Linked DNA regions of Eptesicus fuscus: regions 2 and 3 are each linked to region 1. A link is a contact called in public Hi-C data. All regions are on one chromosome and are shown on one strand. Each heading gives the region's core, a stretch centred on a gene start, on an enhancer-like site or on the middle of the called end of the contact. The rest is flanking DNA. Distances are from core to core; before and after follow the strand shown.

Region 1 (5,089 bases), core at 1,884-4,383:
TCCTTTTGTTGCCCTTTTCTCTCTTTTCCTGCTTTCTATTGGATTTAAAAGATGCATTTCTACCTCTTAACCCCACCTGTTTGGAAAGCTCTAGGTTGCATTTCTATTCTTCTTATAGGAGTCACTTTCCAGTTTTTGACATGCATTATACATTTTTCTAGCTGAGTCTAAAGTTACTCAGTATGTATTTCTCTTCTAAATATGTCTGCTCTAACCCAGCAAAGCCCATTGCCACCACCCAATGAACAACCTCAGACCCTGCTCAAGCTAATCTTCCTATCTTTCTCTTAGAGATTAGATTTTACCACTTTTTAAACACATAAAAAGGTTTATTGTTTGTTTACAATCAATATTTATTGAGTGTACTTTAAAAAAAAAAAGTACTATTAAGCAATTCTTGAGAATCTCCTTGCAGAGACTTTAAATGTCCAGCACAGAGTAGGTGCTCAATAAATAAAACCTATCCCCGCTCCCAAAATAAACAGTTGTCTGTCTCTTTAGTGCCAGACATGAGTGCTCACAGGCATGGGTTACGCTGGGGTGGATCCATTTTCATGCGCAGCTGTCAACGCCTGACCTGTCCGGAGGTTAGTTTTGTGAATACTGTACTTGACTGTGTAGCAAGCTAAAGGGTGCAGGATTAAATGTTCTCATTTCTGAGCTGTGAAGTGTTGAAACTGATCAGGAAATGAGGGCAGAATGTCCATCCTCTGGGAGAAGAATCAGCCAGTCTATGTTGCTGCTGCTCTTGGCTGCCGGTTGGAATGCAGCTGTTAAGGCAGCTGTTTAACTGTTTGCCCAACTTGAAAGGACACTGCCAAGTGGCAAATATTTTTCATAACAACATTTCACTTTTGCTGAGAACAACTGTGCCCTTTACTGAGCTCCGGCAGTGTGCCCAACACGATGGACATTACTCAGCAGGTTCACAACCTAGGCTGAACGTGGCTGCTCCTTTCCTTTCTTTTTTTTTTTGTATTAACCATGTATTTTATTTTCTGCTTTGACATCAACGGCCTTGCTGACTCTGGAGCAACTGCCCTCCCAGGGTTGGCCAATTCCTAGAGATAGTAAACAACTTGCCCAAGTGCTTGCTTTTCCAGTGCACACCAACCATCCAGAGCCCACCCACACCCTCAACCACGTTCTTTTTTTTTTTTTTTATTTGATTGGGGTGACATTGCTCAACATGAACATATAGGTTTCATGTGTGGATTGCTAACTTACAAAATCTGTATATATGGCCATGTGCCCACCACCCAAAGTCAAATCTTCTCCTGTCACCTCATATTAGGACCCCTTTCTTCCCCTACCCCTCTCCCTCTGGCAACCACCACCCTGCTGTTTGTGTACATAAGTTTCAGTTTTATATTCCACATATGAGTGAAATCATATAGTTCTTAGCTTTCTCTGTTCCATTTTTAATATTTATTAAAAGAATAAATAGGGTCCCAAAGGAAACCTCTACCAAAACATCTCTACAGCTTAATTACTTGTTGAAACAGCAGCACATTAACTTGAGAAAATATCTCTGAAAGGAAAACTAAAAATCCTAGAAATGTCAAAGGAAAAAAGGAAGGTTTCAATATTTTAAACCTCTTAAATGTGGCCAGGAGTGGCTTTACCCCTACTTGTCAAGGACGGTGAATCCCTGCAGTCTGGGTTCCATTCTGGCACATGCAGTTAATCTGTTTTTTAGTAGAATGTTGAAACTACGTACTTAGTAAGCAATTGTGTTGAATTTGACAGGCTGTGAATTAAGTGGGGTAGGGGATTCTCAACTATTTTACTTAATGGTAAAAACAGAGGGACAAATGTAAGCATTCATAATTAAGAAAACACATTCAAATGCATAAGTTTGATTTTCTTCCAAACGGTAAAGTGCATGGATCATGATTATGTTAGACTAGAATCCCGGTGCACAAATTCATGCACGTGGCGGGCGGGGGGGGGGGGGGAACCGCAGGAGGTTGGCTGGCGGGGGGAGAGGAGAGGGACTGTGGGAGGTTGGCTGCTGTCCACAAGGAGAGAGCCGGTCCTCAGCCCCCATGGGAAAGAGGCTGTATTCGCCACCACCCACCCCCAGTTCCCTGTCCCAGCCCAGGCCCTGAAGGCCCCGGTGGGGTCAAGAGAGGAGGTGACAGTTGCCAGGCCGGGCGTGGAAGGAATGGACACTGATGCCACCATCAGCGCCCCACCACCTCACGGTTCCCCGCCTCCCCTCCTCCTTCCCTTATCTCGAGCCAACACCACAGCAGGCGGGCAGCCCCTGGGGAAGGGAGAGGATGGGAGCGAGACAAACCCTTGTGTCGAGGGCTGACTTTCAATAGATTGCAGTGAGGGATCTGCTCTGCTACATAGGAAACCCTGACCCAGAAGCAGGTCTCTACAAATGGTTTAGCACCAGGGGCTGATGGGGCCAGCCGGCCGGGGGGAGGGGCCACGGGAGGTTGGCTGTGGGAGCGCACTGACCAGGGGGCAGCTCCTGCATTGAGCGTCTGCCTCCTGGTGGTCAGTGTGCATCATAGCAACTGGCTGACCAGTCGTTCCAGTTGTTCCGGTCCACCGGTTGTAACAGTTGCTTAGGCTTTTATATATATAGATAGTTCTCCATCTCAGTATATTCTCCCTGGGTAGAAGCTCATGCTTCAAAAAAGGCTTCTGGAGAACAGCTCTAGGCACGCAGAGGAATCCTGTATACACCTACATTTTGTTCTAGTTGAGTGATATTAGAAATCAGAAATAACCACCATTCATACCATTTCGTGTGTAATCCCCACAGCCTTTCTGAAGACTACAGGGGTCAGACCAGGGGATGCATTTTCATTTACTAAACCTCCACAGTGAAAGCTGGAGCAGAGAGGTTTCTGACGGTAAACCGGGCTGAACAAAGCCATGGTCAATGGAGATTCTAACCTACATTTTCTCTACTGCTTACTAGACTGTAACTTCATCATAAATGACAGCTATTTTTTTTTTCAAACTGCAAAGCATGCATTTCCACAAAGTTGACATGATTTCTTGAACAATGATCGTCGAAGTCCCACACACTGGGTAATGGTCCTGGAGGGAGTCAGCCACAAGCTTTGTGCTCTTCTTTTTCAGGGAAACAGGGAAACAGTCGGTACAAACCATGGATGAAATTTACAAGATCGCTTCCACACAGAGGACCCAGATGTTGGAGAGAGAACTGGCTGTGCAATTGACTGAACTGAAGTCTCAGATAGAAGAACAGGGGACTCTTCTGGGAACAGCTCATCGAGCTTACAGGTAAATGGTGGTGCCACAGAGGCATGGTCTTCAGAGCATTTAACCCCCACTGTCACCCCATAATCTCCATTAGCCCCCCTTTTACTTGGACAATTGGCATTATCCCAAGTCCAGACTTGACTGCTGTCCTTAAGGTTTTCCTATATACTAGACTTGTCAAGGCTTTTAGAGGCAATGTCCTACCAAAGAAAATGGGAAAGTGCTCTTACGTTTCACAAAATACCATTGTCTTAAAGTCCCAGAAGCTATTATACAAATTATACTCAATGAAAAGAGATCTCATTTTTTCCCAATAATATGTTAATCAAATTTGACCTTGATTTTGATGAGGAATTTCAAAACTGAAATAATGCTAGGTATTTGGTAGTGAATTCAGCAAAATGATGTTCTGCTAGGAACTACGCTATAGGTGAATGCTGCCAACAATAGCAATTTAATTCTTTTACAGAAACAGGGTAGCCAGATCATCCCCTAAGTGGCAAGTCTCATGGGCCCAGGACTTTCATATCCCTCTATTTTTGTGACTGCCACAGTTGATCAAGAGGAACAATTATAAGGATTCTGTTAGGCTGAGTAGCTAGCTGAGTAAACACAATGTGGATGATGAAGGTTGGGGGGGACGGGGGGAAGGTCAGGAGAAGAAGCAGTAAGTAAGTGCATTATTATCTCATTCCAGAGATGATTCTGAAGAACCAGTATTTAGTGTGTTTCATACTTTGGTAGTTAAAGCCCTTGATGTGTGAAGCAGGTCAAGAATTGTGTAATGAAGTGGAAAGTTAAGGGAACCATGGAAGTCATCATTTCTCTCAACTTTAGTTTATTTTTTTTAAAAAAACAAAGTTAAAAAGATGTATTTTGTCTACTTTATAAAGATCAACTGAGATAATGCGTGGTAAAGCACTTTGAAAACAAGAAAACACCATGCAAAGCTCAGGTGTTGATATTGCTACAATTTAAATGTCTCCAAGCAAGTGGATCCTTGATGTACACTGTGATGAGAAAGGGTTCCTGAAGTCCTTTTCAGGACAGAACAGTGGGAAGTCTCTGAATATCAGTATTTCTCTGCTCCCCCAAACCACCAAACACCGTGCCTGGAAGAATCTAACTGTTCATCCAACAAATACTTATTGAGCACCTTTTGTTTGCCAGGTGTCATGCTAGGTTCTAGAGTCTAAAGAAAATGGAGAATGTCCACTCCTGATAATCACTTTACATTCTCATTCCCCATTAGACTGAAAAATCCATTGAAAACTGGAGGATAATCGTATCTTAGTCCTCCTCCTCCTCCTCCTTCTTCTCCTTCCTCTTTGCATTCTTTCCCTTATTTTACCCCCTAAAGCCCAGGCCATGGTAGTTGTTATGTACTTCATAGATGCTTGCTGAATGAACAAATGAATTAACAAATGTTGCAAAAGCAATGTTTGATGAACAAATGAGTGAATCCCTTTGTGGGAAGATAGGCAGAGCACTTATGTCTGTTTTAGGTCATTCACAGACACTTTGAGATGAAGAGGGAAGACATGATCTGGGGGGGAAAGGGTTGAGGCAGCTAAACCCAGGACCCCACCCAATCTCTCAGTGTGCCCACAAAGGGATGGTTTTCTTCTGTTTCCCTCATGGCCTGTTTAATAGTTGGCCCCGTTCTAGTTGGTTACTACTTCTCCACCTCCATGAGGCTGCAGCCTGGATTCGGGGACCCAGTAATCGCAGAAACTTTACCTTTGATTTATTTACGCTTTTACTTTCAAGTCTCTTTCAAAGTTTGCCTTGTTGTTGTTTTTTGTTTGTTTGTTTGTTTTTCATCAGAGCCAAGATGTGA
Region 2 (5,089 bases), core at 862-3,361, 240 kb after region 1:
CAATGCCCATGACCTAGAAGTTGCACAATAAATGAAAGCTCTTATTATCATTACTACTCCAAAACACGTTCCCAGAAGCCGTGAGAGTATAATTACCCGTGTGGCTCCTCTGGTGGATTGCTAAAAAGTGATTGTACTTGAAGACTTTGCCACAGTCTTTACAACGGGCCTCGGGGCCAATGGGGCGCTTTCTCCTTCCACAGACCCTCTTGGCCGGACCCCCGTCTTCTTCATCCCCAACAAGCTTGTAATCTTTCAGTTTGATGGATCTCTGAATCCTCCGCTTGCTGTACCGAGTCTGGTGGTCCTGCCCGTCTTGGGTCTTAGGATCACAGTTCTCGTCTTTTCCGGCGGGCGTTCCCTCCCCTCTCCCTGGCTCACCGGCAGGCTCAGAGTCTTCCATTTCCTTTGCTGCAGTCTGTTCGTTCAGTGCACCGCCGCCTCCCTCTTTCACCACAGAGTTCTGTGTGTTCTGAACCGAGTTGTTCACCCTCAGCTGCATTTCTTCCTCTGCAGCCAGGTCCGATTTCCCCTCCTGCAAACTGCTGACTTTTCTCGGTCTCCCCCGTTTCCGCTTGGGCGGGTCACTTTTCTTATTGGAAATCACCACCACCGGAGCGCCAGCTGAGCTCAGCGTCGCCGGCTTTGGGGAGCTGTGGTTATTCTGAAAGTCCGTGTAAGCCTTTACCAGGTCGTGGACTTTCAAGAACTGAGCAGTGGCCAGGATTTGTTCTGTACTTTTCTCACTGGCCTGGAGATAACCCGTGTAGATAAACTCCAGCAGGACGCCAAATGTGTCCGCTACCATGCCTTCCAGCATATAGATGGACTGGCCGATCTCCCCTTCCTCAGCAAACATCATGGAGAAGTATTCGCTGCTGGCGGCCAGCAAGGCTTTGTGGGCCCGGAAATGCACGTTCTCCACGATTAAAGTGATGTCACAGAGAAAGCCCTTCTTCCTCTGGTCCTCAAAGCTGGCCAGGACGGTGTCGCTGTGAGTGCCCGAGTGCACAACGAGCTGCCCGGGAGGCTGTGATGGTGCTTCTGCCATCTTCTTTGGAAACCGAGAAGAATTAAGCCTGAAATAAGAGAACCATGTTTAAGGAGGAGGAAGCACTAACAAGGTGAATCCCACACCAAATGAACCCACTATTCCCTGCACCCTTGTTAACGGAAACTTACTCCTTCCCATTCGTAAGTCTGTTTAAAACCTTAGCTTTGGGTTCTCATTCCTGCTGTACCACTATCTAGCTGGGCGAATACGTGTTACCTCTCGGGGGGAGGGGGGGTCTGTTTTCTGCTTTGCGTAAGGAAGGAATGGGGATCAATCATGCCTCAAAGTCCTTCCCAGCACTCCCGTTCCATAGCGGCACAAATGTCAGAATGAGAACTCAGTGTCTCCATTTCACATGTTGTGTGCCATTTTGTTTGTTTGTTTTTTAAATATATTTTATTTATTTTCCACAGAGAGGAAGAGAGAGGGATAGAGAGTTAGAAACATCGATGAGAGAGAAACATCGATCAGCTGCCTCCTGCACACCCCCCACCGGGGATGTGCCCGCAACCAAGGTACATGCCCTTGACCGGAATCGAACCTGGGACCCCTCAGTCCGCAGACCGACGCTCTATCCACTGAGCCAAACCGGTTTCGGCTTGTGTGCCATTTTGTTCCGTGGAAACAAAGATGAAAAGGGCGAAGAAACCGTACATGTGCAAAGTGAATTTGGGGGGCAGTTGCCATAACGTGGGGAGACGGGGCCTCGCTTCGGAAGGGCTGCGTGGGACCCGCGGCTGGCGCCAGGCGGCGCTCGGCGCAGGGGCGGGTGGACCCTTCCAGAGTCCGGGCGCGGGAGGGGCCCCACGTCCGGGCCGAGCCCCTCGGGCTGGGCCGGGGAGCGGCTGACGAGGGAGGGGTGGGCACGGCCGCGGGTCCCGCACCCACGGACGGTGGGTCCGGGCTGGAACCTACCTCTAGGGGCGCCCGGCGAGGTGTGGATCGCGGCCGGCCAACCGGGTGGCCTGGCGGGCGCCCCCGCGCCGGGCCCTCCGTGGTCTCCAGCTCCCCGGGCCTGCGCCTCCCGGGCTTCAGCTCCGGCGCCGCCACCGCCTCCAACGCTGCCAACCCGGAAGCACCGGCGCCGGGAGCCGGCCGCGCGCCGACGGCGGACCACGTGGCCCGCGGAGACGCCCCCGGCGGGGCGGGGCGGGGCGGGGCGGGGCGGGGCCTGAGGTCCCGGGCGGCGCCCCCTGCAGAGCCCGGGCCGGTCACGTGTTGGCAGTGAACTGGGAGGGATGGGCAGACAAGACGTTGTCACTCCGCAGTTGTGGACGTTTTATATCTTATCAGACCGTTAGCTCCGCACCCCAGACGCCCAAGCTCACTTTGAGGTCTCGAATGTGTGACGAGTGAACGAAATCGCCTTTATATCCTCGTCCTTCTTCCCCTCCTTTCCCTCGTCTTCCTTCCCGCCCCTCCTCCTCCATTATTGGCCTCGAATGTGTTTTTCACATCTGCAACCTCCTCCCCCCTCCCCACCCGCTCCCCGCCCCCCTACATCCATTGCCTTGGTCCGAGGGAGTGAAGCGAGCGCTCTATGAGACTGATGGGTACTGAGCCATCTCCAACCTCTTTTAACCTCACCTGTAAACTGGAGATGTTAACACCAGTGCCTACTAGGTCGGGTTGCTTGGGGCAAACAAGATTAAGTATGCAATGAGTTCAGCAAGTGTCTGGTTGAATTCTTGACTACTATGATTAAAATTATTCTTCAGACTTTCATAATTTTTCAATAGACGATTCAAGGTTTCTAACTAGTCCTAGCTGCAGTGTTGTTCCCTACAGTACACAAGAGCGGGGGAGATCTCTCCAAGTACAAACCGCATCCAGAGGCTAGAGTCACTCCCCTGCTTAGAATGCATGGGGCTTCCATGGACCCCTCTGATTAATCCCAGCTTCTTGATTTGGTCTCCAAGTCCCATCCAAGTCCAGTCCCCTCCTACTTCTCTCTCCAGCCATTTTAGCATTTTCTCTCAATTTATTCTTCACCAACACCTAATTGCTGATCACTTATCCACCCCCAACAGACACTTCCAGACCCCCACCATACTATCTACTGCCTTCAGGAGCTTCAAACTAGAAGTATAATTACCAGCCTGGCCCCTTTAAAATTTTACTAGTTTTTGTTAAAAGTAGCCCCTTCTCTGAGGTTTCCCCTTTGTCTTGAATAGACTCTAAACACCAGGATTTGGGGGGGGATCCAGGTCAGAGGGGACTCTACCTGACTTCTGCACACCAGCAGGGAGAGCAGTCAGTCCGGGGAGTTGAGGGCCCCATGTGTCTCACAGCCACAATGAGTCCTCCTCAAAGCCTCAGTCTAACAGCTAAAGGTTACAATCCAGAGTTAAACCAGGTATTCCTATGCCCGCATTCGGTCATTGCTCACTAGAGCACAAGCTCTGCAAGGAGATCCTGAGTCTTGAGGATCTTCCAGCATCAGCCACGGACAATAGAAACCAGTCCTTTCTTCAAGGTAATTGTTTAGAAACCACGCTGACTTTTCTTGAAATGTTTGTTGCTGTTGTTTTTTGTTAAGGTCAGCTGGTCTACCTTCAACAGGTCTTTATAACTTTAAATCTTTCAGAGAACAGTTTGGGTTGCCTATCAGTCAGCCAACAAATATTTTACTCAGTGCCCACTAAGTGCCAGGCATTAGGGAACATTGCAACTAACAAGGCCCTTATCCTCATGAATCGAATTATATTCTTCTATGGGAGAAAAAGAAAAAATACCAGTAAACAAATAAATAATATAATTTCAGAGAGTGTTAAGTTTTATGAGTAGTGATGATAGAGAATGACAGGAAATAAAGTCAAGATAGGGTTACATTTGAGCTGAAATCTAATGAAGTCAGCTGTGTGAAGATCTGGACTAATAATACTCCAGGCAAGGGAAAGGCAAGCATAAAGGCTCTAAGACTGGAAATGAGCTTGGGACTTTCTAGGGACAGAAAGTCCTGTGTGGCTGGAGCACACACACTGAATGAGAGGGAGAATGGCAGGAGATGGATTGGAGGTATGGTGGCCAGATTTTGAAAATAAAAACAGAGGACATCCAGTAAAATTTGAATTTCATATAAATAATATCATGGAATATTCTTATACTAAAAAAAAAAATCCATATGGTTATCTGAAATTTGAATTTCACTGGGTACTGAGCGATCTTCAACATTTTTAAAAATATATATATTTTTATTGATTTCAGAGAGGAAAGGAGAGGGAGAAAGAGATAGAAACATCAGTGATGATGATGAGAGAGAATCATTGATTGGCTGCCTCTTGCACACCTCACACTGGGGATAGAGCCTGAAATTTGGGCATGTGCCCTGACCGAGAACTCAACCGTGACCTCCTGGTTCATAGGTCGAGGTTCAACCACTGAGCCACGCCTGCTGGGCTTCAACTTTTTCTTTTTTTAAACCTTACCTGTAAATTGGAGATGTTAACACTAGTGCCTACTAAGTTGGGTTGCTGTGGGGCAAACAAGATTAAGTATGTAATGAGTTTAGTGTCTGGTTTAATTCTTGACTACTATGATTAAAATTCTTCTTCAGACTTTCAGAATTTTTCTTCAATAGACTATTAAAGAAATAGTCGTAGCTGCAGTGTTGTTCCCTATAGTTCACAGGAGTAGGGGAGATCTCTCAAATTCACCTGAACATCATGTGTTTTAATCTGACAACTCTCATTGGAGAAGATGCCTGATTCTGACAATATGGAAAGTTAATATTATGAAAAACCTTTCCACAAGATAGCTAGAAATGACAATAGAAAATGAATATCTGAGCTTCAAGGAAAATAAAGAAAATCCAAGTTAATGTCTAACTCTAAATATTTACTAGGGAAAGAAAATTCTGTTGTCTGGATGTATCACAATTTATTTATCCATTCATCTAATGAAAGACATCTTGGTTGCTTCTAAGTTTAATTATGACTAGAGCTACTATAAGCATCTTTGTGTAGGTTTTTGTGTAGACAACAGTTTTCAACTCATTTGGGTAAATACCAAGGAGTATTTTGATGCTTAGTTTTG
Region 3 (5,089 bases), core at 1,489-3,988, 160 kb after region 1:
GCCAACAATACAGACAGGAAAATTACTGCCCCAAAACATCAGAAGAGACACTAAAATTTTCAACAGTAATAAAGATGTATTACAGGTTGAACCCAAGATTTGATGATGCCCATTCCGAAAAACCCCAGAGATTTGTAATTCATAAATGATCCACTCTTTCTACGGTCCTCCATAACTGGAGGATAAGAGACAACATATTTGGAGGGAGCTGCATTCATGTACATGTAATATAACAAGTTAGCAAGGTCTTTTTCAATAATTTAAGCCAAATGGCCAGAAACCAGACTTCAAAGAAGACTAATTACAATTCAATGTCTGGACAAACAAATGGACTACAGAATTGGATTCCATCCATTTCCTAGAAGCTAGATGCCTCCAAAACACATTCTCCTTTGCTTTCTCTGTACCTCAAAAAGCAACCCTGCACAGCACAGAAGTGTTGCATTTCAACATTTCACCATCAGTACTACCAAAGACTGGGACACATAGATGATGATGATGATGATGTGTGTGTGTGTGTGTGTGTGTGTGTGTGTGTGTGTGTGTGGCGGGGGGGGGGGGTGTCACAAAGCAGAAATAAGTTTATAAGTTTTTCAGAGGTTTCTATACAGGTGAAAAATGCTACTTGTTTAAAATCTTTTGTGCTGGATGATGAATGTTTGGGTAGCACAGTGAATGATATTTACAATGAACTAAACTGGCTACCTTTCAAGACTGCAGCCTATCCAACTTCTACTTACAGGAGAAACAAATTATCTCCTTTGCACTCATTGAAATCACACAAAGGCAATTAACTTCATACTTCTAAGCTTCCCTTTAAAAATCAAAAAACACAACAAAACTACAATTCTGAGAGAAAACTGCCAAATAATCAGGAGACAAAAACGTATTTTGCTCTATCCCCTTAAAAATAGTGCGGTTAGAACTTGTCCTGCAATTTACTAACATTGAAAAAAAATTCCTAGTGTTTTTATTGATTTAAGAGAGAGAGAAAGGGTGAGAGAAACATCCATCTGTTGCCTTCAGTATGCCCTCTACTGGGGATTGGGCCCCAACCGGGACAGGTGCCCGGGCTGGGAATCGAACTGGTGACCTTTCTGCGCATAAGGAGGAAGCTCAACCAACTGAGCCACACCAACCGGGTCTAAAAATTTTTAAAAGTTACATCTTTCTGACTCTAACAAACAATATTAAGTTCATTATATATTTTATTAAGCTTTTATAAAATACAAAAACTAGGAAAGACGTTGTAAAATAATATGATCAACCTGAAAGAAAAAAAAAAAAAGATAAAAACCAGCCCGGCTGGTGTGGCTCAGTGGTTGAGCGACGACCCATGGAGCAGTAGGTCACACAGTTCAGTTCCCAGTCACGCCTGGGTTGCAGGCTTGTTCCCCAAAAGGGGGCACACAGGAGGCAGGCGGCCGAAGGACGTGAAGTTTCTCATGGGTGTTTCTCTCTCTCTCTCTTCCTATCTCTCTAAAAATCAACTTTTAAAAGACATTTAAAAACCAGCAGTTCTTCGGTCAAAATGCCAGTTAGTTCTTATCTCACCCAATAACCAATCACACTAGATTGCAGGTTTGATATATCTAGAGTTTCTCCACCTTATCTCAAATTTTATCTTCCCTTCTTTTTTGTATTGTCAACATTGCCAATTCCTTCTTTAAGATTCCGTGTTGTGCCGCTACCAGTTGACTGCGGAGCTTAACAAAAGGTGTGTTCTTGACTGGATTCTGGAAAATCGACAGACCTGGTTCCGATCCCAACTTCACAATGGACTAAGCACACGGTCCCGGCAAAGTTCCTCTCTGCTTCTCCGTTTCGCCCCCTTTCCTCTAGTTTAGCCTGAGAGGCATACGCGAAGTACGGGGTACACGAATGGGTACTTTTCGACGCCTTCACACAGGCTGGGGTGTCGAGTTTTACCTAATTTAGTACTCAAACCTCAGATAAACCCCGTGCCTATCCGCAAGACGATCTTAATGAAATCTCCGGCTAAAGTCTGAGACACCGGCGAAAGTTAATGTCTTCAGTTTCCCTTTCCCCCTTTTGCCAACTTCCGGAGAAAGCCTCCCTGCGGAGAGAGGACCTGGTGGACCAACGGCTCACCCCGGGAAAGGGAGCTCGGTCTCATCGGCCCAGAGTCAGCCCCACAAGCCGCCACCGCGGACGGAAGCCACGTCCCCTCCCCTGAGCCTGCGCGAGGCTGGAGGCGTTTGGATAAAACACCGCGGACTGGGACACGGGTCAGAAACTGTGTGAGGGCCCGACCGCCCCTTCCCTCCGGGGCGCTTCCCCACCCGGCCCCCCGGCCCCCCGCGCCCGGCCCCGGCTGGACTCGGACGCACCGCCATGTTGCAGGAGCGCGGATCGCCCCGGCCCCGCGCGTACCACCGGCAGGAAAGCAGCTCGGCCGCGCGGGAGGGCGAGCGAGAGTCGGAAGCCGAAGGGACCGTCACCCACCTGGTACGTGAGTGGTGAGCGGCGCGACGGTCAGCGGCGTCGTGACTGTCTGGTTGGGGGGCACTGAAGTCACGTTCGGGGCCAGGGTGGTGGACTGAGCCGCGGTCAGCACACAGAGCGCGGCCAGGCAGGCGGCGGCCCAGAGCAGGCGGGAGAGTCCCGACATCGCGACCTCCGCGCTGGGGTGGCGGCGACAGCTGCAGCGCAAGACACTCCCCAGGTCCCTCTGTCTCCAGCGGCGCCGGCTCCCAGACTCCGCTCCCCCGCGGGAGCGCGCGGGGGTCACGTGCAGGGGGCGCCAGGGGGCGGAGGCGGGGATGGGCGATACCAAGTGGAATCCTAACAGAGGGGGGGAAGGGACATCGAGAAGAAACCGAGGGAGGCTGTCCCGCAAAGAGACTATACTACTAGTATACCCAAAACACTGGAAAGACACATGAAACTATTTTATTTGCCCTAAGATTACCAAACAGGACGCAACTGGGCTTTTCCTGTTACTGCAATAAGAAAATCTCCCCCCTGTCTTGGATGGAACAACCTACATGACGTGGCGCAAGGCGTCCACCAGAGCGACCGGCGAGGCCGTAATTCCGCGGCCTCACGTGACGTCAGGGCCCCGCCTCGCGACCCGGGTCCCGCCGGGGCGGAAGTTGATTCGTTGCTGAGCGCTTAGAGCCTGTGCAAGAATTAAGTTTGTGCGGTGCTTCCGTGTTCCCAAGGTCTTGCATATGTACTTAGTAGGACCCGTGCTTTTTACCTTGGAAATCGACTTTCCCGTAAGTCACCCTGTGTTGGGACTCCCCGGGGAAATGGAGGCCAAGTGGTTGAGGGGTTTCCGCGTAGAGTGCGCCGCGGAAACACCCAAGCGGGCTCCTGGCTTCCAGCCAGAGCCGCCCACCGTCTAACCTTTCACACTCCCCAACCTGATTTTTCCGAATTTCTTGCTATTTCAGTCCAGCGGTAGCAGCAGCCAGTCGATGCCACCGACATAGTCCAAAAGTCGAAGACGATCTGAGTTGGGAATCCATCTGGATGCGTTCCTACCCCCACTTTAAAGGTGAGTAAACAGATTCGTAAAAGTCACCTGACCAAAACGCTGTTGGCGTCGGGGTTTGATTTCGAAATATCTGTCACTGCTTGGGCTTTTAGTAATGGTGAGCGCCATCTGATGCCCAGTCTCACAGAAACATTCAGTGCAGCCATGCTTACATCAAGGGTAAAAAATGGATTGTAAAAGCTAAGTATTTAATGTCGTCTGTTTTCAGCTTTTTGTATTTATCATGTAATCTTAATTATGCACATCTACCCTAATAAAATAACACACGAGCAGCAATTACTTTTGTGAGATCAGCTTTGTTATGAAAGCACCAAAAAAAGATGACTGCATAGCGCTGTTAAACAAAACCTTCCAGGCCAAAAGTTGTCCTGAAAGGATTTGTTGTCCTGGGACATGCAGTTTGAACCATTAGCAGCAGAGCTTGATGGGGAAGATATGTCCACCGTCTTGGGGTTGACGGGGGCTCTTTTATAGAATGAGTTTGGAGCAGAAAGATAAAAGTTGTTTTTAAAGAATTTACATTGGCTATAGATAAGAGGGGGGCAGGAAAAGGTGAAGTGAGAAGATTCCAGGATAGGTGAATAGTCCATAAGGAAGAAGTATTTGAAAGTTCATGTGTAAGCAAGATGCCAACTGGAAGTGGATTCAAAGTTTCAACATATATTCAGGAATGTGAGCAGTATATTGTGGGTTTTGGCCTTCTGGCTGTTAACTGATTAATTTCCCTTGTGCCTTCTACCCTTAGGCCTACTATCATTTAATTTAGGACTTACCATTTTTCTCTTGTCGGCACTTTATCTTAACTCCCTAGGTTCTAATCATTGGGGTCCTTCTAGACCAGTGGTCCTCAACCTTCCTAATGCCGCGACCCTTTCATACAGTTCCTCATGTTGTGGTGACCCCAACCATAAAATTATTTTCGTTGCTACTTCATAACTGTAATTTTGCTGCTGTTAATGAATCGTAATGTAAATATCTGTGTTTTCCGATGGTCTTAGGTGACCCTGCTAGCGATTCTCAACCTGTGGGTCGCGACGGAGGCCACTGCGGAGGCCATTGTTTTACAGTTTGTCATCTAGGTGTTCCACTCTAGTCCTCAGATTTTTGGGGACATTTCACTCTCTTGTTTTAAGACTAGAAACAAATCATTTCATTTTATTTTTACATGGCGTCTGTTGAGCTAGATCAAGGAAGACTTCCGAAGCCATTTTCACCGTTCCAGAGCAAGGGCTGGCGTCTGTGATACAGTTCTAACAGCATGTGTTAATCTTTGTGTTTAAATGTTTTAGCCAAATTAGAGAAGGGTAGTAATAAAGATTAGTAGTGAGCTAAAACTGTGTATTCATATTATGAGTATTAACACCATGATTAAGATTGAAAATATATTAGAGAGCTCTCATTAGGAGGCACTTCACTTTGTGTGCTTAGATAACTGTTCCAGGGTTTCAGAGGGGAGCATTACACTTTAGAGCAGTTGTTGTCAACCTTGGCTGAACATAGGAACCATGTGGGGAGTTTTGAAAAGTACTGATGTCTGGGTACTGATTTCATTAGTTTGGAATATTG

Evidence for each region. A called contact is a pair of places that touch in the nucleus more often than the background predicts.
Region 2: a contact with region 1 is called in a Hi-C map of muscle, with 3 times the contacts expected there. The contact joins the promoter of ZBTB24 here to the promoter of CCDC162P in region 1. A contact is called at or near these places in 2 of 2 Hi-C or Micro-C datasets (liver and muscle).
Region 3: a Hi-C map of liver shows a contact between it and region 1, with 5 times the contacts expected there. The contact joins the promoter of CD164 here to the promoter of CCDC162P in region 1. A contact is called at or near these places in 2 of 2 Hi-C or Micro-C datasets (liver and muscle).

Annotation. Positions count from the first base shown.
Region 1 is chr10:60,633,144-60,638,232 of DD_ASM_mEF_20220401, forward strand. CCDC162P (coiled-coil domain containing 162) reads left to right here and starts at 3,134. Exons shown (of 25, transcript XM_054722669.1): 1 at 3,134-3,270. The coding sequence starts at 3,134.
Region 2 is chr10:60,871,801-60,876,889 of DD_ASM_mEF_20220401, forward strand. ZBTB24 (zinc finger and BTB domain containing 24) reads right to left here and starts at 2,112. Exons shown (of 5, transcript XM_054722015.1): 1 at 1,970-2,112; 2 at 97-1,079. The coding sequence starts at 1,051.
Region 3 is chr10:60,794,774-60,799,862 of DD_ASM_mEF_20220401, forward strand. CD164 (CD164 molecule) reads right to left here and starts at 2,739. Exons shown (of 6, transcript XM_054721704.1): 1 at 2,467-2,739. The coding sequence starts at 2,632. It overlaps C10H1orf35 (chromosome 10 C1orf35 homolog), which reads left to right and starts at 2,354. Exons shown (of 3, transcript XM_054721703.1): 1 at 2,354-2,469; 2 at 3,420-3,523.